Linked DNA regions of Mus musculus: regions 1, 2, 4, 5 and 6 are each linked to region 3. The links are chromatin contacts, called in public Hi-C and promoter capture Hi-C maps. All regions are on one chromosome and are shown on one strand. The core of a region is the stretch at or near the end of the contact, and the rest is flanking DNA. Distances in the headings are between cores, read along the strand shown.

Evidence for each region. Promoter capture Hi-C pulls out the DNA fragments that hold promoters and counts their contacts. Hi-C and Micro-C count contacts between places; a contact is called where the count stands out from the background.
Region 1: a contact with region 3 is called in a promoter capture Hi-C map of second pharyngeal arch cranial neural crest. The contact joins the promoter of Trim28 here to the promoter of Zfp667 in region 3. A contact is called at or near these places in 3 of 39 promoter capture datasets (cranial neural crest, pre-B cells and second pharyngeal arch cranial neural crest) and 5 of 484 Hi-C or Micro-C datasets (B cells, CD4 T cells, CD8 T cells and 2 more).
Region 2: a Hi-C map of rod photoreceptor shows a contact between it and region 3, with 3 times the contacts expected there. The contact joins the promoter of Lig1 here to the promoter of Zfp667 in region 3. A contact is called at or near these places in 3 of 39 promoter capture datasets (cranial neural crest, pre-B cells and second pharyngeal arch cranial neural crest) and 2 of 484 Hi-C or Micro-C datasets (CD4 T cells and rod photoreceptor).
Region 4: a contact with region 3 is called in a Hi-C map of B cells, with 6 read pairs. The contact joins the promoter of Zfp329 here to the promoter of Zfp667 in region 3. A contact is called at or near these places in 3 of 39 promoter capture datasets (cranial neural crest, pre-B cells and second pharyngeal arch cranial neural crest) and 1 of 484 Hi-C or Micro-C datasets (B cells).
Region 5: a promoter capture Hi-C map of pre-B cells shows a contact between it and region 3. The contact joins the promoter of Mzf1 here to the promoter of Zfp667 in region 3. A contact is called at or near these places in 4 of 39 promoter capture datasets (cranial neural crest, frontonasal cranial neural crest, pre-B cells and 1 more) and 2 of 484 Hi-C or Micro-C datasets (CD4 T cells and Th1 cells).
Region 6: a promoter capture Hi-C map of pre-B cells shows a contact between it and region 3. The contact joins the promoter of Zfp446 here to the promoter of Zfp667 in region 3. A contact is called at or near these places in 4 of 39 promoter capture datasets (cranial neural crest, frontonasal cranial neural crest, pre-B cells and 1 more) and 1 of 9 other capture datasets (pancreatic islet).

The regions. Positions count from the first base shown.
Region 1 is chr7:13,022,276-13,025,699 of GRCm38.p6, forward strand. It overlaps Trim28 (tripartite motif-containing 28), which reads left to right and starts at 1,877. Exons shown (of 17, transcript NM_011588.3): 1 at 1,877-2,786; 2 at 3,029-3,141; 3 at 3,369-3,424. The coding sequence starts at 2,444. It overlaps Gm31649, which reads right to left and starts at 2,314. Exons shown (of 1, transcript XM_006540453.4): 1 at 1,433-2,314. The coding sequence starts at 2,270. The coding sequence ends at 1,725.
Region 2 is chr7:13,277,169-13,280,961 of GRCm38.p6, forward strand. Lig1 (ligase I, DNA, ATP-dependent) reads left to right here and starts at 1,658. Exons shown (of 29, transcript NM_010715.3): 1 at 1,658-1,791; 2 at 2,980-3,053. The coding sequence starts at 3,037. It overlaps Zswim9 (zinc finger SWIM-type containing 9), which reads right to left and starts at 1,553. Exons shown (of 5, transcript NM_177312.4): 1 at 1,476-1,553; 2 at 1-260. The coding sequence starts at 252.
Region 3 is chr7:6,285,180-6,288,690 of GRCm38.p6, forward strand. Zfp667 (zinc finger protein 667) reads left to right here and starts at 1,401. Exons shown (of 5, transcript NM_001024928.2): 1 at 1,401-1,475.
Region 4 is chr7:12,816,988-12,820,842 of GRCm38.p6, forward strand. It overlaps Zfp329 (zinc finger protein 329), which reads right to left and starts at 1,873. Exons shown (of 2, transcript NM_026046.3): 1 at 1,830-1,873.
Region 5 is chr7:13,052,658-13,056,537 of GRCm38.p6, forward strand. Mzf1 (myeloid zinc finger 1) reads right to left here and starts at 2,107. Exons shown (of 6, transcript NM_145819.2): 1 at 1,824-2,107; 2 at 86-524. The coding sequence starts at 484.
Region 6 is chr7:12,976,281-12,979,699 of GRCm38.p6, forward strand. It overlaps Zfp446 (zinc finger protein 446), which reads left to right and starts at 1,568. Exons shown (of 6, transcript NM_175558.4): 1 at 1,568-1,832; 2 at 2,718-3,098; 3 at 3,171-3,366. The coding sequence starts at 1,572.

The DNA.
Region 1 (3,424 bases), core at 627-3,126, 6.7 Mb after region 3:
CCAACCCTTTTCTGATAGTATATTACTATTATTATTATTTTACTATATTGGTTGATGTGGTGGAGTATGTATCCAGTTTGACTTCACTATGTAGCACAGGCTATACTTGGACTCATACTCTTCTACAAGCACCTGCATTATACCGCATCTGTCTGTCCTACCTCAGAGTCTTAGCTCGCTTCTGTCTAAATTTTCTTTCCTGTTTGGGGACAGTGTCTGGATAGTTACTTCTACCAATACCTATAATTATTATTTTATTTTTAAAAAATTCACCAGGCATGGTGGTGTGAGCATTTAATCCAGCCCTCAGGAGGCAGAGGCAGGTGAATCTCTGTGAGTTGGCTAGCTGAGTCTACAGAACGCTACAGAACGAATTCCCGGACAGCCACGGATGTTACACAAAGAAACTGCCTTGAAAACAAAACAAAAACAACAAAAAATTAAATCGCATGTGTAGTGAATGCGCACACGTGCCTCAGACTGAGCATGAAGTCAGGACAATCTGAGGGAGTTGGTTCTTTCCTTGTACTTTGGGGTCTTGGTGATTAAACTCATGTGGTCAGGCTTGGTGGCAAGTGTTCCTGAGCCGTCTCACAGGCCTCCATCACCGCTCTTTCCCACCCCTTGCCGTGGTTCTGGTGTGGTGGGGATACAGCTTCGTACAGCCTAGGCAAGCAAGCGGTCTGCCACCCATTCAAATTCCCAGGCCCCATCACTTATTTACTTTGCCCTTGTGTCTCTGGTACCCTAAAGTCTGCTCCCGGGGTTGAGGTAGGCGTGGTTCACAGGCACCCTATCCTGGTGAGTCCAGTCCCAGCAGTCCGTGAAAATACTCCGCAAATATTTCTACGGGGAGCCCGCACTCCCCCCGCCCCCCAACCCCGTGCTTGCTTTGCCAGCTTCCAGATCATACCCTCCTTTCTTGAGGTAGGAAGTGAGAGTCCAGAGGCTGGGTCTGGTGGGGGCGTGGCCCGCCGAAGGGTGAGCGCTGAACTGCCGAGGAAGGAACAAAGGCTGGGGCGGGGCAAAGCCTTGGGCCCCCAGCCTGATTGGGAACAAAGGCCACACCCGGGACAGTGGCGGGATACTCCTCGTCTCTCCGCTGCCACGTGGGTGAACACCTGGTTCCGCGCGGAAGGGGTAGCCTCTTGCCGTTGAGAGCCTTGGAACTGCTTGCGGGCAACAACTCACTGTAGCCCAGATCCAGACTGGCGAACGGATTGCCAGTGCACTGCAAGGCTGCAGAGGCATCCACTCTCAGCACGGCAGTGTTTGGGAAGGGGGACAGGTTGCCTTTTCACATTGATCCTGCTTCTGAGATGAAACGCTTAGCCGCACTTGATCCTGCTATCCTCTACCTTAGATCAGATTCTTCAACCTAGGTCCAGCTCCTCAGTCAAGATTCCTCCCCAGGTCTTATTTCTCCCTCAGATAAGATTTATCAATCAGATCCAACTTTAATTCCTTAGCGTTAAATGTTCAGTTCTCCTAACACACACACAAAAAAAAAGAAAAAAGAAATCACACTAAAATCAGTATAGCAGAGGACTAACACAGAAGGGGCTTTCGAAGGACTGGGCAGAGTTTTACAGAATGGCTTCGCAGTATCTCTCTGTGATCTGCGGTTTGACTTGGACAACTTTCTGCTTCCCGAGTTTAACAATAAGAAAGTTTGGGTTAAGACCGCCTCCACGTTCGGCGGGAACTTCCTGGCAAAGACCCCCTCACCCCCTCCACCTGGGCTCCGGCGCTTTGCTCTGCCGTGGCCCCGCCCACCCTGTATTGTCCCGCCCCTCTTCCCCGACTATAGGCCAGGCTGCCGCTGCAGACGTCGCCACGCCTGCTGAGGAGGCGGGGCCTAAGGTTCGGCTCTGCAGGACCTGCGCGCTCAAGCACGCGGGTTGCCAGCCTGGGTGCACCGTGCGGTGGGCATGGGAGACGTCAAGCACGCACTCTGCGGGTGAATTCCTCACCAGCAGCATTGCTACTCTGGATCTAGAGGGGCGGCAGCGAGTGGAAGGGAGGGCCCTGGCGCGTGCGTAATCTGCGCCCCGCCCCCAGGCTGCGGTGCCCAACGCGCGTGCGCGGCGTCGTCGGCGCCAGATATTTCTGTCCCGCCTCCAGGCCGCGGCTCTTTCTGCGAGCGGCGCGCGGTCAGGCGGTTGTTCGCAAGTCTTGCGGCGCGAGTGTCTCAGAAGCGAGGGAGGAGGCGGCGCTGGTGGCGGCGCCGTCGTCTGTACAGAGGCCCGCAGCCAGCGGCTTGGCCGCATCTCGACAGCGCCTGGGGCGCGGCGGGCGTCGGCCCAGGAGACGCGTGGCGGCGCTCGGCCTCGCGGCATCGGCGGCTGCCTGGCCGTTGGCGGCGAGCGCACTTGCGCCTGCGCAGCGGGCTCCGTGCCCCTCCTCCCCTGGGCGGCCCCCCCACCCCCCCGGCGGCGTGTGAATGGCGGCCTCGGCGGCAGCGACTGCAGCGGCCTCGGCCGCGACGGCCGCCTCGGCGGCCTCTGGTAGCCCAGGGTCGGGCGAGGGCTCGGCGGGCGGTGAGAAGCGTCCGGCTGCTTCCTCAGCCGCGGCGGCCTCTGCAGCCGCGTCGTCCCCTGCGGGGGGCGGTGGCGAGGCGCAGGAGCTTCTGGAGCACTGCGGCGTGTGTCGCGAGCGCCTGCGGCCCGAGCGGGATCCTCGGCTGCTGCCCTGTCTACATTCGGCCTGCAGTGCCTGCCTGGGCCCCGCTACACCCGCCGCAGCGAATAATTCGGGGGATGGCGGCTCGGCGGGCGACGGCGCTAGTGAGTACTGGGTGGCCAGGTGCCCCTCCCCCTCCTCGCAGCCCGTGCTCGGGACTGCGCCTGTGCGAGAGTATGGGGGCCCGGGTAGGGTTAAGTAGGCCTGCTGGTTTAAGAGGGGGCGGGGAACGGGTCCTGGCCTCTGCCAATGCCCGTTACCAGGTCTGGACACCGAGGTGCAGAATGTGATGGGAGATGTCAAGAAATCAGAGGGTGTGCATGCATTCCCATTTTTATCTTGGCAGTGGTGGATTGTCCAGTGTGCAAACAGCAGTGCTACTCCAAAGACATCGTGGAGAATTATTTTATGCGTGATAGTGGCAGTAAGGCCTCTTCTGATTCCCAGGATGCTAACCAGGTATGTCCTGTGGGAAATCTTGGGGAAGAGGGAAGCGTGACCTTTTCCAGAGCCTCTCACCATCTTCACTAGTTTGGATTGTATCCTTATGCGGTCTCAGTGTCTGGGAGGGCGGCACAGATTTGAGTGCATTGTATGAATTTTAGCTTGTGTTTACTGGCAAGTAAATACAGGTCTGCTGGGTTAGGTCTGCCTGTTCTAACCCCCCACCTTTCTATCACTCACAGTGCTGCACTAGCTGTGAAGATAATGCCCCAGCCACTAGCTATTGTGTGGAGTGCTC
Region 2 (3,793 bases), core at 408-2,907, 7.0 Mb after region 3:
GCGCACATCCTTGCACACCAGCAGCACGTAGCTGTACTTGAGCACGTGGATAAGCCTGTAGAGTGGGGGCGTGTTGGCCCAGGGGCTTCGTGCCACACGTGTGGAGCTCTTCACCGAGAAGACTACCAGTCGCTGCTGGCACCACTTGTCGAAGAAGCGGCTGAACTCAGCCCAAGAGAAGAAAGTTCGATCCAACAATTCCTGTTCCTCCTTCTGCACGGCTGCGCTCGGTAAGGGCTCTGTCAGCTCCATCCTGGGACCTTGAGTAGAAGTGGGGAGAAGAGCTGGACATCAGACCCATCTCCACCTGGGTTACCACAATTTCATCATCAGACTGTCTTATCAGCTACTGCTGCCTCAGGTACGTCTCAGACAAATCAAAGTGGTTTCATTGTTTGCTTTCCAGATAGGAATCTCCATCCCATTTTTGTGGTTCACCTGTTGCCTTCCCAGATTCAGTTGGCATTTAATCAATTTCAATCCTAGTTCCAGTTGCCTTAGATGTGACCTCTAGGTACAAATGGAATCAGTTCTACATATCTTGCCTTTAGCTCAGCTGTGAGCATCTTTGCAAATGTATTCCCAGCTTCTTGCTAAGATTTCTCCTTCTTCCAGATGTGAGTCCTATGCCTGGTGATAATATCTAGTAGTCCCATTCATCTGTAGCTCCCTTTCCCACAAGTCTACATTTGAGTGTAACTCATATCTACTCTCATAGCTAAGGCATGAATCTCTCATCCCAGTCATAATCCTCATACACCTTTCTTCTCCCTAGGTGTATCAAATGTGCAGCTGTTGCCCCTCAGATATGACTGCCTTGAACTGCTACTTTGATCTGTGTTTTTTGCTTCCCAGAGATGCTCTTATCTCCAGATGTGCTGCCCATGTCCAGTCAGGGATCATTCGCCTACAGGGGTGTGGCCCACTTGTGGCAAATTCAACTCAGAAGTGTCACCAATAGTCATCTTTGGTCCATACTCCTAAGACTTATTCTCCTCCTGGGCCAAGTTGCAGTCCCCTCTTCCCAGAAATTGCTACTATTCTCAATGTGTATCTTCGTTTTGGACACGGCGCCTTGTCCTCAGATGGGCTTCTTCACTACTAATGCTCCCCCGGGCCCCCACGTCCCGCTGAGCCTCTTGTCCCTTGCACAGCCCCTTTTATCCAGTTCCCACCTCTCGAGACTCTCTCAACCTGTCTCTCCGCTGCTCCTCCCGGCCTGACCATCCCACATAGCGGTGCTTCTCCACTCCTAAAGCTGTGCACCCTTCCGGCCCCCTCCCCCTCAACTCACCTACCCAACCCAAAGCGGCGTCCACCTCCCACAATGCCTCGCGCCCAAGCCCAGCCCGGCCCTTGCTCCCGGGATGCCCCGCGCGGTATCCCGCCTTTCTTCCCCTAGTGCCTGGCAAGGTGGCTTTCCACCAACCCTTCTCTTCTCCCCGACTGTCACCCTTACGACCTCGCAGGCTCACCGGCTCATCCACAGGGAGGACAGGCTTGGGGCCGCTTCCCAGCATGCTGTGCGGGACAGCGCCCCTCCCTCTCCCCACTCTGTCCCATTTCTAGGCTGCCTCACGCTCTAGAGACTACAACTCCCAGCAGCCTCCGGGCGATAGTTGCGGCACGCGCTACTCGCAGGCCCCCGCCCTTGCTCGTCTCCGCCCCCTCCCGCCAAAGTGCGCGCGAAATCTGTGTGGCGCGAATTTGGGGATTTCGGGTTTGCGTCTCTGAGCGAGCGAGCGAGCGAGTGAGCGAGTGTGGCGGCGTCCGGCAAAGTGATTTGGAGAGGCAAGTGGGGACGTGGGCACGGGCTTGGGGCTGGGGTCGGCGAGAGTGCCGAGCGCTTGTCGCCAGTGAGCTTTGCAGGTTCCGGGTGCGGCCAGCGGAACGGGAATGGGGACGTCGCGGCGACCGAGGGCGCAGGAGAGAGGGCAGCAAGGAGCCGTGTACAGGGAGAGCCACTGGCTGACTGGCTGACTGATTGACTGGTTGACCAAGGCCGCAGGAGTTTTGGTGTCTGCGGAGGACTGGTGGCGGCTTGGAAGGGCGTGACTAGGGAGAAAGCCTGGCGGTGGGCGTGGCCATCAGAATTAGTGGCGCCAAGAGAAGAGGGGCGGCCTGGGGCCGGAAAGGAAGGCTTGAGTGTGGTGTTTCACCCTGGACGCCTGCTATCAATCGGTGTGGGATGCTTGGTGTTATGGGACGCTTGTAATGAAAGCAAGGTGACGTCATTGGTCAGATAGTGGTCCGATTTGAAGACTAGAGAAGCTTGGCGCGATGAGTGTCAGGAGCCAGGGAAAAGGTGAGCTTGGCTGCCAGAAGGGGCACGGATGGGATAAGACTGGAGATCTGCAGACACTTAGGGGAGGGTCAGGTCTTGTTGCTTAGTGTATATGGAGTTGAAGAGGCAGAGAAACTTGAACAGGGAGGACAGAGGGAAGTTGTCAGGGTGAGGATGGACATTTGGAAAGGGAAGCTGGCCTTTGGCATTTGGCAGCCAAGGAAGGCTTCAGATATAGCTTAGTGGTACAGTGTTTTCCTAGCAGCAACAGACCCTGCCTGGGTTCTATCTTCAGTAATATAAAGGGGAAGGGGGCAGATAACGAAACTTAACTCTCAAAGAATAAAAATGTGAAAAAAAATAAATGTCAGTAAAATTTTCTCATTCTATGGAGAGCAGTCACCATTAAGATAGATCCACCTGTATCTATCCCATAATGCTGGGTTTACAGGCATGTACAACCATGCCTGCCTGACATTATTATTATTATTATTATTATAACATGGGTGCTGGAGATTCAAACTCATGTTCTCTCTCTCTTTTTAACAGCAGGCACTCTTACCCACTGAGCCGTCTCGGCAGTCCCTGAATACACTTGTTCTTTTATTTCCTTAAGAGTTGTGTTCCCCTTTCCCCCAAGTCTTAGTCTCTGGCACAGCCAATATCCTTAGCTGGTCTTTGGATTTCTTTTTCAGGTACAACTGATGAGAAAAAAAGAGCAAGAGAGGAAAGGAGAGACTTCTGCTGCCAACATGCAGAGAAGTATTATGTAAGGCCCCTGCCATGCTCAAGGCACTTTGTGTTGTGATGTTTCCTGGGAAAATGAGAGCTAACATTCACCCCAGATAAGGGCATTGATGACAAGCCAAAGAAATGATTCCACCAAAATTTAGCTTAGTAAAACAATTGAGTTATATGGTGTTACCTATAGGAAAGCTGATGCATCAGAGGCAACTACATCACTCCTAAGCTCACTTCAGCATGGGTGATGACTTCTGAAAGTTGCATCCCTGGAGCTATCTGCTCAACCTGCAGGCAATTCCACTGAAGAGACCCCTCACCCTCAGCAATTGCTGAACTACTTATGTAAACCTTGGGGAGGGGCTAGTGAGTCTTACAACTTTCTGAGCCTCTTCAGTGTTTTGAGCTTCCTGATTCTTGCCATCCCTCTTCCTTGCAAGAGGGAGTGTCCACATAATTCATTCTCTAAAACCCTGGGTTTTCTGCTTCATAGCTGCCTTTTCTGAGAAGACCTTGAGGGAGACCTGAAGTTGAAATTTCCTAGTGTTGAGTAGTCTAGAAAATGGGAAAAATTAATTAATTAGTTAATTAATTGCAGGCTGTGGATCCCTAATGTAGTAGTTTTCAGTCATCAGTTTTGCCCCCTGGAAACGTGGCAATGATTGGAGACATTTTTGGTTCTGACAGTTTAGGGGTTCTGTAATCTGCTTTTGATATCTAGCGGACAGAAGTTAGACATGCACTAAACCTCCCTCAGTGCGCTGGACA
Region 3 (3,511 bases), core at 151-2,650:
TCCAAGATAACGAATTCCCTGCCTCTTTTGGTAGTAACATCATAGTTTCTCCTGGATAGATGGAGGTTTTGAAAGACTTGTGAGAATCTGAGTCACACTTCTTCTTTGGAGCCTCCCACCCTGTACCCCCATTCTTGGACTGGGGCTCTCTCAGTCTCTTGGTTTCCCCTTTAGAGAAATGATGTGTAGAACTTAACCTCTGTGCTTCCCTCCTACTTCCTATTTCTGGGGCCTCAGGTAAGGTCCAATGTGCTTGGAACCTCAGTTTTCCCATCGGTGAAATGAAATGCTGTGTTTGCTCAGTAGTGCCGTTGTTTCCCACATGACCATTCAGATGTCACAGTTGACGCTCATCACTGTCTTGACTGAAGATCTAAATGAGTCACTTCCCTTTCTCTAGGCACTTATATTTATACGCAGGTTGGGTATACTGAATTGTGCAGCTGACAGCATTTCACTTGTGCACACACCAATGACTGTGTTCTTGCTAAGGGATGCCATAACAGGGTCTGGTGTCTAGTCTACCCTTATCCTGGTGATTGCTGTGCGACCCGAGAGTCATTCCTTGTCCTTCACTGAGCCTAGGGTTTCCTCAAGTATTACCCCTATTCTCTTTCTACTTGGTGAGATGTAAAGTGACTCCGGAAGTGGCTTGAATGGAGTTATAATTTGATAAGGTAGGACCAGAAATCATTAGGGTTGCTCAAGAGGTTTAGGGCAGGCCTTTCCCCTTTACGTGAGATTTATACTGAGTTCCTAGAAAATTTCAGGTTTATAGTTTGGGAGGGAGTACGGCCTTATAAGTGTTGAATTGTGCTGTGGAGAGTCTTCAATCAGACTCCAAGGTGGAACGCTCCTCTTCTCACGTGCCCATCGTTTCCCCCATGGCTTTCTAAACAGCCACAGAAGAAACTCTGTCCTCTCCTCTGAGGGTCACAAGGTCTCCAGACAGGCGACAACGAGGATGGAAACACCCTTTTGGGCGTGGATATCCTTAGTCTCTTGCCAAAGCCTGAGGTTGGCGGTACAAGCTCGCGGTTGCGCACGGCGTAAGGCGCGTGGAAGCCCAGTGAGTCCGAGGTGTGGAACGCTAGGAGAAGCATCCCGGAAAGGACGCATGCTGAATGGACTCTAACGGGAGCTTGGCCGAACCCCTTAGAAAAGCGCTTAGCGTAGGAGGGCGCACACGGGTCGGCAGAATAGCCAACCAAATTATTGAGGGCGTGGCCTCGCGCTGTCTCCGGGGTTCTGCGACTGCAGCGTCTAGTTGCGTGTCAGGGGGCGTGGCTCCGCGCTCCGGGGGAAGCCCTGGGGGCGGGGCCGCACTGGCCTGCGTCCTTCTGGAGGGGCGGGGGGACCGGGGAGAGGCCCTGAAGGGATCCCTGGGGGTCTGGGAGGCGAGTGCGCAGGCGCGGGAGCTCTGTTGCTAGCAGTTCTGTGGCAGCTGTGAGACGGAGGACGCAGCAGGGAGACAGGTGAGGGGGTCTGGTGACTGCGAGCCTTCCTTCAGTGGGAATGATTGATAGCGTGTGTGTGTGTGTGTGTGTGTGTGTGTGTGTGTGTGTGTGTGTGTGTGTGTGACAGAGAGACAGAGAGAGACAGAGACCTGTTTGCGTGGGTCGCTCTGGTGATCTGAGTTGATTCGGGTGCACGCCTGAAGCTTCGTGTATGCTTGGCGTATATTGTTTGTTGTGGGGTGAACACAGTATGAGAATCCTTCAGGAGACTCCACGTGTGTATATGTGTGTGCGCGAGAGAAGAGAAGTGGAAGGGGGGCGCGGGAGAAGGGAAGTGGGAGGGGGGAAGGGAGAGGGAGAGACCGACTAGGCCTGTGAGCCCCAAGAAACAGGTGCGAATACCACCAACTGCGTGATGTGACCAGTGTGCCCTGTGTAAAGGAAGACACTACAAGGGGCCGCTAGTGGATGTAGGAACAGAGTTCTGAGCATCTCGGTTGTACTTGTGTGTGAGTGTGATAGACTGATGGAGCTGTTTATCATAGTCTGAGGGCACTCGGCCTGTGGGGCCCAGGGACAGGTGACTGTACAGGTCCTAGTGGGAAAGGAGGCCACCGCAGGCTAGAGGGGCCCAAGGGTGTGGGCACACAGTTCTGAGTATCTCTATGTCACTAGCTGTGCTGGTGTGAGAGTGTTGGCGGGTGTGTTTGTGTGTGTGTGAGAGAGAGAGGCTGATGAAGTTATTTATCAAAGTCTAGAGATACAGTGAGCCATCAGATGACAATGGCTTTGTGAGTGTGTGCCAGTGTGTGATTGATCGTGCCTCATCTCATTTGTTACCGTGGCAACGGGCTCCTCTAGAGGAGGAGATGTGATGGCCTAGTCTGGGAAACTGAACCTGTTAAGGATGAGACTTTTCCTTCTGTACAAAGGGATAAATGGCGCTCATCAGAGTGTTGATGGAAAGGCTAAACGGACTGTGAAATAATACAGGTGAAATGCCTTGTACAATGCCTGGGACATACTGAGTGCGGTGTAGAGTCTGGCCTTTGTTGTAGTGCTGACGGTGGAGGTTTGCTGTTGTGTTGTTGGCCTGTGTACAGGTAGGGTTGTAGTGGTGAATTCCAAAGGAGTTTTAGTGTCTACATTTGGAATTTGGCCGTCTTTCACCTCTAGCAGAGGTTCTGGATTGAGCAGTGGTGCACACACCCTCCAGACTCCTTTTATCCCTAGGCAAGCAACCTGGCTTCTTGGTGTCTGCCCAAGAATGGTCCTGCGGGAAAGTTGCATCCTACCCTGACCTGTGGAACCTGTTGGGTGTCTTCCTTATCAAGGTAGCTTGAAGGCTTCAGTAGAGGAGTGGTGGGGAGTGGGAAGGGCCTCAGGCCAGACACCTTTAATGCTAGCACACAGTAGCCCATGGGAGACAGAGGAAGGTGAGTCTCTGTGAAGTCAAGTCTAGCCTGGTTTACAAATAGATTTCCACGACAGGGCTACACAGGCACTGCTCTTAAATTCAGAATGGAGACTCCTGTGGACACATGGGTAAAGAGGTTTCCTTAGTCCCTACTGGCTGCACTTTGTCCACATTTTTTTGGAGATAGCTGCCTAATGACTGACTCTAGTACACCATTTGCTTTCTCCACAGTCACCAAAGCCATTTTTATGCCGTGTAGCCACCTCCAAATTTTGTTAAGTAGAAAGTCTGATTAGTCTCTCTCCTGCTCAGTTCCTCTCACCTTTCCCCCAGTTATATCTTATCACAGAAACTGCTCACTGTCACCTTCCTGATCTGGTTCCACAAGCCTTCCTCACCTCACTCTGTCTTAGCACACAGCCATTTTTTTTCTTTTGCCAGAGGGTGGGGGTGGGAGGGGGAGATGGGGGGTAGTGGGGTAGGATGTCCAAGTGTGAGGGAGGTTTCTCTGTATAGTCCTAGCTGGGATTAAGGGCACGTTCCACCCCCATCCCAACCCCTCCCACTTCTGGCTACACACAGCCTTCTTATATCTCTCTACACATCAAGTCCGGGCTTCATTAGCACAGGGCCTTGG
Region 4 (3,855 bases), core at 623-3,122, 6.5 Mb after region 3:
GCACTGACTGCTCTTCCAAAGGTCCTGAGTTCAAATCCCAGCAATCACATGGTGGCTCACAACCACCCGTAATGAGATCTGACGCCCTCTTCTGCTGTGTCTGAAGCCAGCTACAGTGTACTTACATATAATAATAAATAAATCTTTGGGCCGGAGCGAGCAGAGTTGACCAGAGTGAGCAGGACAAAGGTCTTAAAAATTCAATTCCCAACAACCACATGAAGGCTCACAACCATCTGTACAGCTACAGTGTACTCACATACATAAAATAAATAAATCTTTTTTTAAAATTACAAAATTATCAAAGAGAAATAGCATTAATAGTTGAAGGTGATTGAAAAGACAAACTTAATGCCACACATGATCCTGGAATGAACCTTGGCACAATGCAGTTTTAAAAAAAATTTTTAAACTTATATATATATAAGTTATACAATGATTGGTCCCAATAACATTCTATCATAGATCAGGGTGGGGGCATGGAATTCCATGTCCTCTTGAGGATTAAACAGGCAGTTAAGGTTGTTGGCAGAGACTTTTGTTCTGAAACATTTCTTTTTACATATTGGTATATGTGTGTCCATATGAGTGAATGTCACCTATGTGTTGACACTCTCTAAAGCCAGAACAGTGCGTTGGATACCTGGGTAAATCCTTTGGAGCTGGACCTACAGGTGCTATAAGTCCCAAAGCTTGGGTGCTGGAAACCAAACTCAAGTCCTCTGAAGAGCAGCAAGTGCTCTTAACCACCGAGTCTCTCCAACCTCACAAGATTAACATTAATTTCATTCATGTGGCCACTGGGAGGATGGTAGGATACCCATTCTCCTTTGCTCATGGAAAAGGAAAAAAAAAAAAAGCAAGGTTCACATTTTAAAGAGAATCATCACTAAAGAATTTCAATGTGTAGTGTCAGAATATTCAAAGTATTACTTCTAGTAACCCAGCCCACACACACACTATCATGCCTGCCTGTGCTACATTCATTATGTGTGTAAACTATAGTGGGCATGTGTTTAAAAGAAAGGAAAAGCCAATGTAGCAAAATGTTAATACGTGATAACCCGGATGGTTTCGTCATTATCTATTAAATTATGCCTGCAATTTAGCTGTGGGTGTGAAATCTTTCAAATTAGAAGACTAGGAGAAGGCAGGGGGAGAATGGAGGAAAAGTTGTTGGAGGAGGATGAACAAAAGTGTGTTTTTCCAGGGAAATAAAACCATTGAAAACCAAGGAAGAAACAGCAAACTAGAGAAGGAACAAAGCAAAGGAGGGATGATACATGAACCTCCCTGGGGAGGGGAGGAGGGATAGTTAAATAGATGATGGATGGACGGATAGGCTGATTGATTGATTGATTGATTGACTGATTTTGCAAGTATCAACAGAGTTAAGGGAAAGCCACCTAGAAGATTCCATGGAAAACAGCCCCGTCGCTCATTGGAGTCTGGCAGCCAACTCAGCCTGAAACCGGCAAATAAGAAGGGCCGGGTGCCCAAAGGATCTCGGCAAAACCTCCGAGAACAGCGGGGCTCGAGACAAGGACGCCCTAAGTAACGAGCAGGAAAGAGGGACAGCCTCACCCGACAGCAGCGCGGAGAGCATCTACACCAGCCAGTCAGGGACCCCTCCGACCCGGGGGTGTACACACCCGCGGGGACAGCGATGTCCCCGCTCACACCCTCCGGGTGAGCCCGAAACTCCCACGGCCCGCGTGAAACCCAAACGCTCTGCACGCCACCCCTCCAGCACCCCTCGACTCCCTCCCGCAAGACACTCAGAGGGGAAGCTAAGGAACAGAAAGGCACCGAGGCGCGGAAGGACTCACTACAGGATGCCGGCGGCGGCCATGGTCGCAACAACTGCGCATGCGCAGATCCTGGTCCTGCGACGCGCACGCGTCCTAGAGGTTCAGTTGCTTCTGACTGCTGTGCACTCTGATCTGAGAGTCTTGCACCAGTACCTGCAGCTGCGGAGAGGCAGGAGCAAGGCATTGCGATCAGGAAGAAACGTCTCCTCACCTTTATTTATAGAATTATAACTAAGTTACTGATGACTCATGGATATTCATTTTCTACCACGATTCTGTCTTTTGAGAGGGTTGGCTCAGAGTATGAGAGTCCCCTACCTCAGCATCTCCAGGACTCTCCTGATGTTATAATTTTGTTCTAGAGCCTTATTTTTTATTTACTGCATAATTTAACAAAAACACGATTATAGGTGAAAAATACTAAAATTCAGCCAAATACACCTCTTTTCTTGACAATCATTAGTGGAAGTAAGCTATGTTTTTTTTTTTTTCCCCTTATGAGTGTTTTGCCTGCATGTATGTCTGCATCACATGCTGCAGTGCCCTCAAGACCAGAAAAAGGTGTCAGATTCTCGAGGGCTGGAATAACAGACAGTTGTAAGCTGTCTCTTAGTTGCTGTGAATTAATCTCCAATCTTCTGGAAGAACAATAAGTGCTCCAAGCCCGTGTCAAAGGTGTATTTCACCAATATCCTAGATGTTTCTGAACCCAGACAATTTGACAATGAAGATTAACCAACAAAAAAGTTACAACTAAATTTCTCCATTTTGAACACAAAAAAATAAAATGTTTTGTGTTTTGTTTTGTTGTTTTGTTTTGTTTTGTGTTTTGTGTTTTGTTGGTTTTTTGAGACAGGGTTTCTCTATGTAACCCTGGCTGTCCTGGAACTCACTCTGTAGACCAAGCTGGCCTCGAACTTTTGTTTTTAAGAAAACAGTACTGAAGAGATGGCTCAGCAGTTAAGAGCACTGGCTGCACTTCCAGAGGAGCAAGGTTTGATTACTAGCATCCACATGACAGCTCACAAAAGTCTGTAACTCCAGTTCCAGGGGATCTGTTGTCCTCTTCTTAAGTCTGCAGACACTGCCCATAAGTGGGTTACAGACAAACATACAGGAAAAAAAGCATCCATACACATAAAATAGAAATAAATAAGTCTCTTTAAAAAACAATAATACCAACAAAAGCAGATTAGAGTTGTAAATGGGAAAACAGAATCTGCTAAAAGGGACTGTTTAGGGTGATAAAAGATTTCTTCATTGGTTGTGCTGGTGGTTATAAAGCTGTGTTTGAAACACAGTGAACTGTTGGGCATGGTGGCACATCCCTTTAATCCCAACACTTAGGAGGCAGAGGCAGGTGGACCTCTGAGTTGGAGGCCAGTCTGGTCAACATAGTGAGGTTCAGATGAGCCAAAGCTCCAAAGTGAAACAGTGTTCAAAAACAAAACTTGATCGGGACACATGATGGTTCCTCGGGTAAAAGTGCTTTATGCAAACCTGACAAGGAGTTCCATTCCCAGAACCATATTTTAAAAAGGGGGTGGGGAGCCCAGGACAGTGTCACACATCTTTGTATGACTTCAGTACACCCACAGTTAGATGGGAAAGAGGACAGAAGCACCAGAAGTTCACAGGTCAGATAGCCTGCGTTTTCTGAGAAGACAGCTTCTTAAATGAGAAAGATGCAACAGCCCATGACTCGGTCTTCTATCCATATACAGATGAGGCATATACCTCTCTCTAAAATTGTACTGACTTCCCTATACAAGAAGGAAGGCACAAGTGAGGGTGCTTGAATCTCACTTAGAAGGGGGGATAAAATAGTCATAAGAAGCAGATGTAGGGAGGGAGGGGGAGGGAGAAGAGAAGGGGAAGGGAGGGGAAGGGGGTTCAGAATCAGGTGTAGGGAGGAACAGGTGCAATGAACATCTGTCTATGAGAATGAATGGAAATCTGCAACTGACAGTGGTGGGGAGGTAGGAAGCATCTCCAAGAAGAGATAAGGAAGGTACCCGAAAATCAATGAGGGTGACCTTAGCTA
Region 5 (3,880 bases), core at 857-3,356, 6.8 Mb after region 3:
ATGTCTGGCTGGGCATGGCACTTCTAGAGTGAGGCAAAACATGACAATGCTCCAGCCCTGACCGTCTTTTCCGTTTCTGACTCACCCATTTCCGAGGTCCATCAAGCTCCCATCGAAGTCTGTCAACCAAGGCAGCAGCCTCTTCAGGGCTGCCTGGCCACTGCCCTTGCACTTGGGCCTGGATCTCAGGGGGCAGTGCACCCAGGAACTGCTCCAGCACCAAGAGCTCTAGCACCTGTTCCTTGGAATGTACTTCTGGGCGTAGCCACTGGTGACACAGTTCTCGGAGCTGGGCCAGGGCTTCCTGAGGACCTATTGCATCCTCATACCGGAAGCACCGGAAGCGTAGACGTGCAGCCTCAAGGCCTGGGTCCCACAATATATCTTCTCTCTCATCGTCGCTGTCAGAGTCCTCCAGCTTCACCAGAGCAGGCTCATTTTCTGGGGGTGCACAGCCCGAGGAGCCCAGCACAGTGGGTCTCATCAGGAGTACCAGATCCGGTCTTTGAGGCCAGTGTCTGTCCCTAGGGAAGGAATAGTACAAGGCATGTGTAATAAGGACAGCCAGGGGCAGCGAATGCTGACTGAGTGCCATGCTGTGTCCTTTCATCCGAGACCTTCGCCATGAAGAGGACACCCGAGGGAACAGGCACTGACAGGCCAGCCACACCCCAGAGATCCGTGGGAACTCTATATGAGCCATGTGCTTTGTAGACCTCATTTCCGCCGGGCCTATATAGTGTCTGGTAGCTTACTCTGTTCTAAATACAGGCTGTTGCTTAAGCTTAGAAACATTTCTCTTCCCTACATCCTATTCTTTTCTATAGCTGCATCTCTACTTGCACCCAGACATCAGTACCACTGCTGCCTCCTCCTGGACTCCCAATAAGAGTCCCTGTGGACAGCCTTTTGCGGTGGAACAAACAAGTCCCTTAATGTTTTCTACCCAGTCTTGGACTTGGCCTCTCTCTCAGGCCCCAACATTCCTTTCCCAATGTGGTATCAAGGGGACAGCCCTACTCCACCCAATCCCCCATCTCAGCTTCTCTCAGGCCAACAGGTTTCCATATATCTCCAATACCAGAAGCCAACTCATCACATCCAACAGCGATACAAGTCTTCAGCTCTCTAGTTTAGTTGGTTGGGAGGTGACTGGGACTTCTGGGTACCCTTAAAGGCTCTCAACTCATTAGACCAACAGTCTGCAAGGGTACTACTTTTGCTGTGCCTATGTCAGCTATAGTTTCCTCACTTGTAAAAAGGACTGACTTCTCCCATGATACTTTCTGCAACTGGGACTTTGTGAAAATCTAAATTTACTATTGCAGTGGCATCAGCTTAGAGGCAGCTTGATTTCTGTGGGTTACACCTCTGCTCTTTAGGGTGCTAAGTCAACTCGAAACCCTGAGAGAAACTTGGAACAGCCATAAAGCAAGAAGAGGTTCCGGAAATACATTTCCCAGAAGTCTAAGTGAGCATCCTCGCTTTAGGGTGCCAATGTGTCCGGTCGCCGTGGCACCTGTGGCGATCAGCGCGGTAGCGCGTCAGCACAGGGCCGGTTTGCTGGGAGTTCCTGGACCCCCTACCGGCGCTCCGGGTCTAGCTAGACAGCTGGAATCCCAGAGTCCACTCTACCCAGACTCCTCCCTAGGCCTTGAGGTGAAGGGACTCCCAGCCTTCCTTCAATGCTCCGAGGGAGGCTGTGCCCTCGTGAACATGCGCACTCTCGTTCGCTTGCTCCATATCAAACTACATATCCCAGACTGCTTTGCGCGCAGCTCCAAGCCCTTCTGCCCTTCCCCCACCCCAGCCTCCGTTTCTACCCTTCTTCCCGTCCCTAGGGGATTGCGCTGGTTGCAATAATCAGCTCGCACTCCTGGACGTCTCTTCCCACACTCCCGGCCACGAATTCAGGCGTCAGGGCCCCGACGACGTGCACAATCCTCTCGGGGGGCAACGGATTCAAGCACCACCTTCCAGACTGCGCATGCCCCCACCACTTTTTTTTTTTTTTTTTTTTTTTAAATGTCAGTTCTCTACCGGCCTTCCAGGGATTTGCAGGGTTCTGCACCAATCACCGCTCTCACTAGGACGCCGTCTCCCCGTCTCCATGGCAACGACGGGTTCGAAAAAGAGCGTCCGCTGGGCTACCTGCGGAACCACTGAAAGAAAGGCTTAGCAAAATGCTTTCTGGGAGTCGTAGTTTGGAGGGTGCTGTGTGGGTGCGCAAACGCAGCACCACCGGATCTCTTTTGTATTTCTGCGCGGTGGGTAGGAGTGAGCGGGACTCCATGGTAACTAAGGGACCAAACCTGGTGGTATCCTAGGTAACGACCGCACTACTTGGTTTAAGAAAGGTCAGGATCTGTGGCGAAGCCAAGGGGAAGGGACAGGGACACAAATACCCAACGAGATGTCTATACAGGAAGGCAGAGATAGCCCCATACAGAGTCGGGGGAGAGGATGAGAGGGGTGGGAAAATTGTGAGGGGGAGACTGGATGCTAGGAGAGACTGAATATAAGTGAACACACATAGGTATGAATGAAAAGGGGGGAGGGTTAGTCATTAGAATCAGAGTTAGAACCTGAGTCATGTCAGAAAATTTAGGAAGAAGAGAGAAGCAGAAAGGGATTGGGATTAGGAAAGTGAGACATCGAAACTCTAGGGGCCAACCCAGAGTACAAAGGTAAGTGGGGAGAAATTAGAGATATAGTAAAGATGTTAATAGAGATACGGTAAAACGGACTGATAGGTTTCAAAGACTGAGGGATGGCAACAAAAAATTAGATGTGCGTGTGGGGGAAACATTTTCAGAGAAAACTCACACAAAAAATGACAACACACCAGAAAGAGGACGGGGACCAGTCCTCTAGTTTCCTAGCATCATTTACCAAACAATATTGCGACACCTGACTACTTAAACATTACCTCTCCTCCCCCATTTTTTAAATCTGTGATTGAAGTCGTAACACTATTCTGGTAGAAATTGACTTACAAGAAGCTGACAGGTAGCCGGGCGTGGTGGCGCACACCTTTAATCCCAGCACTTGAGAGGCAGAGGAAGGCGGATTTCTGAGTTCGAGGCCAGCCTGGTCTACAGAGTGAGTTCCAGGACAGCCAGGGCTATACAGAGAAATCCTGTCTTGGAAAACAAAACAAAACAAAACAAACAAACAAACAAAAAAAGAAGCTGACAGGTTGCAAATGAGTTCTGCCCAGCCATCACCTGGAAGGTAGCTAAATATCTCTTTATCCCTACACCTAACCTTTTGTTTTATTTCAGATTCATTTAGATTCATTTGTTGCATCTTCCTGAAACTACCTTTTGCTACCTTTCTGTTTTCCTTGAGGTAGTGGAAGCCAGATGCTGGGGTGAAAACCTAGCTCAGAGAGGTAGAAAAAGCACCCAGGTGACCTTCTTTCTCAGCTGAAGTTCCACCGCAAATCTCTCTCTCTGTCCCAAGAAACCTTCACATTGAATGTCCTCCCCCACTTCTACTTTCTGAATGTCTATCTGTCCTCTGGGTTCCCTTTCTCTCTCTCTCTCTCTCTCTCTCTCTCTCTCTCTCTCTCTCTCTCTCGCACGTGCGTGTGCATGTGCGTGTGCATGTGCGTGTGTATGTGTGTGTTTCTTAATATGTCTATGTTCAGTCTCTGTCAACTGGCTTCTTGTTCTGCTTCTTGACCTATGGTTGACTTTATTTAATCCTGTTTACAATACTCAAGCAGAAAGCTCTTGGATTAAAGGTGTGTGCTATGGCGGAACCACACCACAACTAAAAACAGTTTTTTTTTTAACCCCAATAAATAACACAACCTTGGGGTTTACAGTGTGATATCCTGCAACACATAAGTTTTTGACACATCCTTGAGAGTTGT
Region 6 (3,419 bases), core at 318-2,817, 6.7 Mb after region 3:
AACAACCATCTGAAATGAAATCTGATGCCCTCTTCTGGAGTGTCTGAAGACAGTAACAGTATAGTTACATATAATAAATAAATATTTAAAAAAAAAAAAAAGATCACACACAGTTAGGCAAGAACGACTGGTGACCAAAATGTCTCCCCAATCCAAGAGGAAACTTGAACACCCCAGTACCATAGACCTAGCTATCTGTTATAAATTTTATTTTGTTACCCTAAGAGCTAGGTCAGTAGGTCACCACAGGCCCTCTACTTTAAGACAGCTGAGAGGCTAACCTGGGGGAACTTAGATCCTGCCTCAAAAGATAAAATGTTTCATGGTTACATTGGCCAACCTAATATAACCATTATAATTAAGGACTGAGTTGGGGCTAGCTCAATGATAGTTTACCTATTAAATATGTGGTCTTAGATTTAATGGCCTGAACAAGGGAGAAATAAAGATGGTAATGGTCATGTCAAGCCCAGGGGTAAGATGTATACCATCACAAGACTCAACCAGGTCTATCCTGTGGCACATAGAAGGCTTAGAAACCAGCCTAGCAGGGAGGTGAGCACTAGAACAAAGGTGTTTCCAAGAGAGCTTTCTGGGAACCCCCTTAGGCCCCCTTAGCGCTTCTCCTCAATAGGTAGGTGGTGAGAGTTGTGTCCAGAGAATCTGTAAAAGACAAATTCTACCGACAGAACTGCTCAGGAGTTTTGGATGTAGAGAACCGCTGCTCTCTACAGTAGCTGCCAAGGAGAAGGTTCCTGGGTAGCAGAAGAAACCCAAGTAGGCAGATCGAGTTCAGGATTGAATGGTTTATATCACAGTCCAGCCACTTGATATGTGGAAATAAAACTAAGCCCATCTGCAATTAAGCTAAAAAGCCTCTAACTGTCGGATATGGGGGCCCATGCCTTTAATCTCAGCGAATGGGAGAAAGACTGGCAGAACTATTGAGTGAGCTCCAGGCTAGCTAGTAGGGTCTACAGAGTGAGTTCCAGGACAGCCAAGGACTTTTATTCTTTAAAGGCCCCATTCCCCCACAAACAAACAAAATGCCATCAACTGCCCATTGGGAGAAAAAAAATAAATATAAGTCATCTTGTCTAACTACATCCTCCTAAGTAAGGGTTGAGTATACCTCGTAATTTTAATCAGAAACCTCCGTCCTTATTTTCAGTAATGTTATCTGAAGACTATTAGTGAGGGTTGGTAATTACATGGTTACCTCCTCTGAGCACTTGTTCACCTGTAGGCCTACTGTCTCCACAATATCCAGGGAGCTTAACGGAGATCCGATGGAGGCCATACTGAGTTTTTCTCGCCCACCACCGCCTTTCACCTGGATTCCCAACGGGATTGTCTAGAACAGTCTGGACTCAAGAGGCCAAGGAGCCTCCACCTAGGCCTTCTCCGAGGCAGGGGGACCCTTACAGCTTAACTCAGAGAACAGCAAGAGGCCCTAAGTTGTGCGCTAGCTGTTACCTAGGAGACACAAGGAGCGAGAGTCCTTCCGGGAGCGCTAGCTCTGATTGGTCAGGATGCCTCTCTGGCCAATAGAAACCAGGTCCGTTGCGCACATGCGTAAGGAGGCTAACCCACAGTCGGCTCCGTCCTACGTGAGTCCTACGGCTGCGGTTGCAAGAGAAGAACGGCTGCCAAGTCAGGAGTGGGAACCCCCCCCGGAACTCTGCAGCAACGCGACCCCAAGGAGAGGAGCGAAGAGTCTCGCGCGTGAGAGGCCTTGGAAGCGTGCTGTCGTTCTTGCTGAGGCTCACGGGAGACGTAGTCCGAGCGAAGGGGGCCGATCCGGCGGAGCAGATGCAGGATTGGCCGGGCTGGTAGGGCAACGCGCGAGGCGGGGCGTTCTCTGAGTGGCAGTGGGACGTGCTCGGTGTCACTTCCTGGAAGTGCCCCAACCTCCTGGGGCTCTCCCACGCGTCAGAGGTGAGCTCACTCCTAGCTGGGCGGGCGCAGCTTCATAATCCGGCTCCTCGGATCACCGAGAGCACCTCCCAGCCGTCGGACCCACCCCTTTCCTGTGTCAGAGCCTGACACCCCAACTCTTGAGTTTCTCCAGAGCAGGACGGATGTCCCAAGAGAGCCGATTTAAAACCAGAATCTTAAGAGCTGGGACACAGGTTCCAGTTTACAACTCCACACAAAACGGGGCTGTTTGATTTTGGCTTTTGTTTCAGGGTTTCACATGCGTAGTAAGCTGAGGCAGTATGAGGCATCCACAATTCAGCTGCGATCAGCGAGCTGTGCCTCCCAACCCATAATAAGCTCCTGAGAATGCACCCAGGCTTTCAGCTCTGCCCCAGGTCTTGTACCTGTGTCTCAGAGCCAACTCTTCAGCTAGCACAGTGGTCTGCCTCCTGTCTGAAGCCTCAGGGCTCCAGGTCACCCAGGATGATGGTCCCACCCCCCTTCCCTCCGTGTCCTGCTTGACCCTTTGTCTACTGGATGAGCCACTTTCATCTCCCAGGAGCCCTGTGTTGTACCCAAATGTTTGAGCCCGTCATTTGCAGTTTTCTAGAAGGTCCCTGGACATTCCACCCAGTCATTTATCTTCAAAACAAAATACAGCTGCTCAACTGCTGTGGGGCTGCACCTCCCATGACCTTCTTTGAAGTTCTCCTGGCCTCAGGGTTCTCTTTTCCGGCTTCTAGGAGGGGTCTGGTGTGTGTCTTCTGACCTTAGATGACATTCTTCCTTTTCTGTAGGTCCCTCTGTCACCTCCAAAAAGACCCTTCAAAACAAGAATGCCATCTCCTCGGGGTACCCCACACCTATCCCTCAGAGACTCCAGGACCACCCTTGAGGAGCCTGAGGCTGCACGACTCCGTTTCCGGGGTTTCTGCTATGAGGAGGTTGAGGGACCCCGAGAGGCACTGGCCCAGCTTCGAGAGTTGTGTCACCAGTGGCTACAGCCTGAGTCATCCTCCAAAGAACACATAATAGAGTTGCTGATTTTGGAACAGTTCCTGGGTGTGTTGCCCCCTGAGATCCAGGCCTGGGTTCGAGGGCAGCGACCAGGAAGCCCCGAGGAGGCCGCAGTTCTTGTTGAGGGGCTGCAGCATGATCCTGGGCAGCTGCTGGGCTGGGTGAGTGAAATGACATTAGCTTCTTAGAAGGACAGATCGAAGGGAGAGCCCCTGTGACATGATTCTCTTCAGATCACAGCCCACATCCTGAAGCCAAAGATGCTTCCTCTAGTCCAGAAGGAGTCCTCAGGGAGTCACCACATCTCAGCAGCAACGGAGTCCTCCAAGGCAGGCCTTGCGGAGGCACCGCTGAAGGCCGGGATAGATCGATCTACCCAGATCAGTTGCAGTGTGAAGGAGGAAGTCAGTGCTGATGGGCAGGAGATGGGTGAGGGAATGCAACATGTGAACTTCAAATCCCTGGGGTGGGGATGGGGGTAG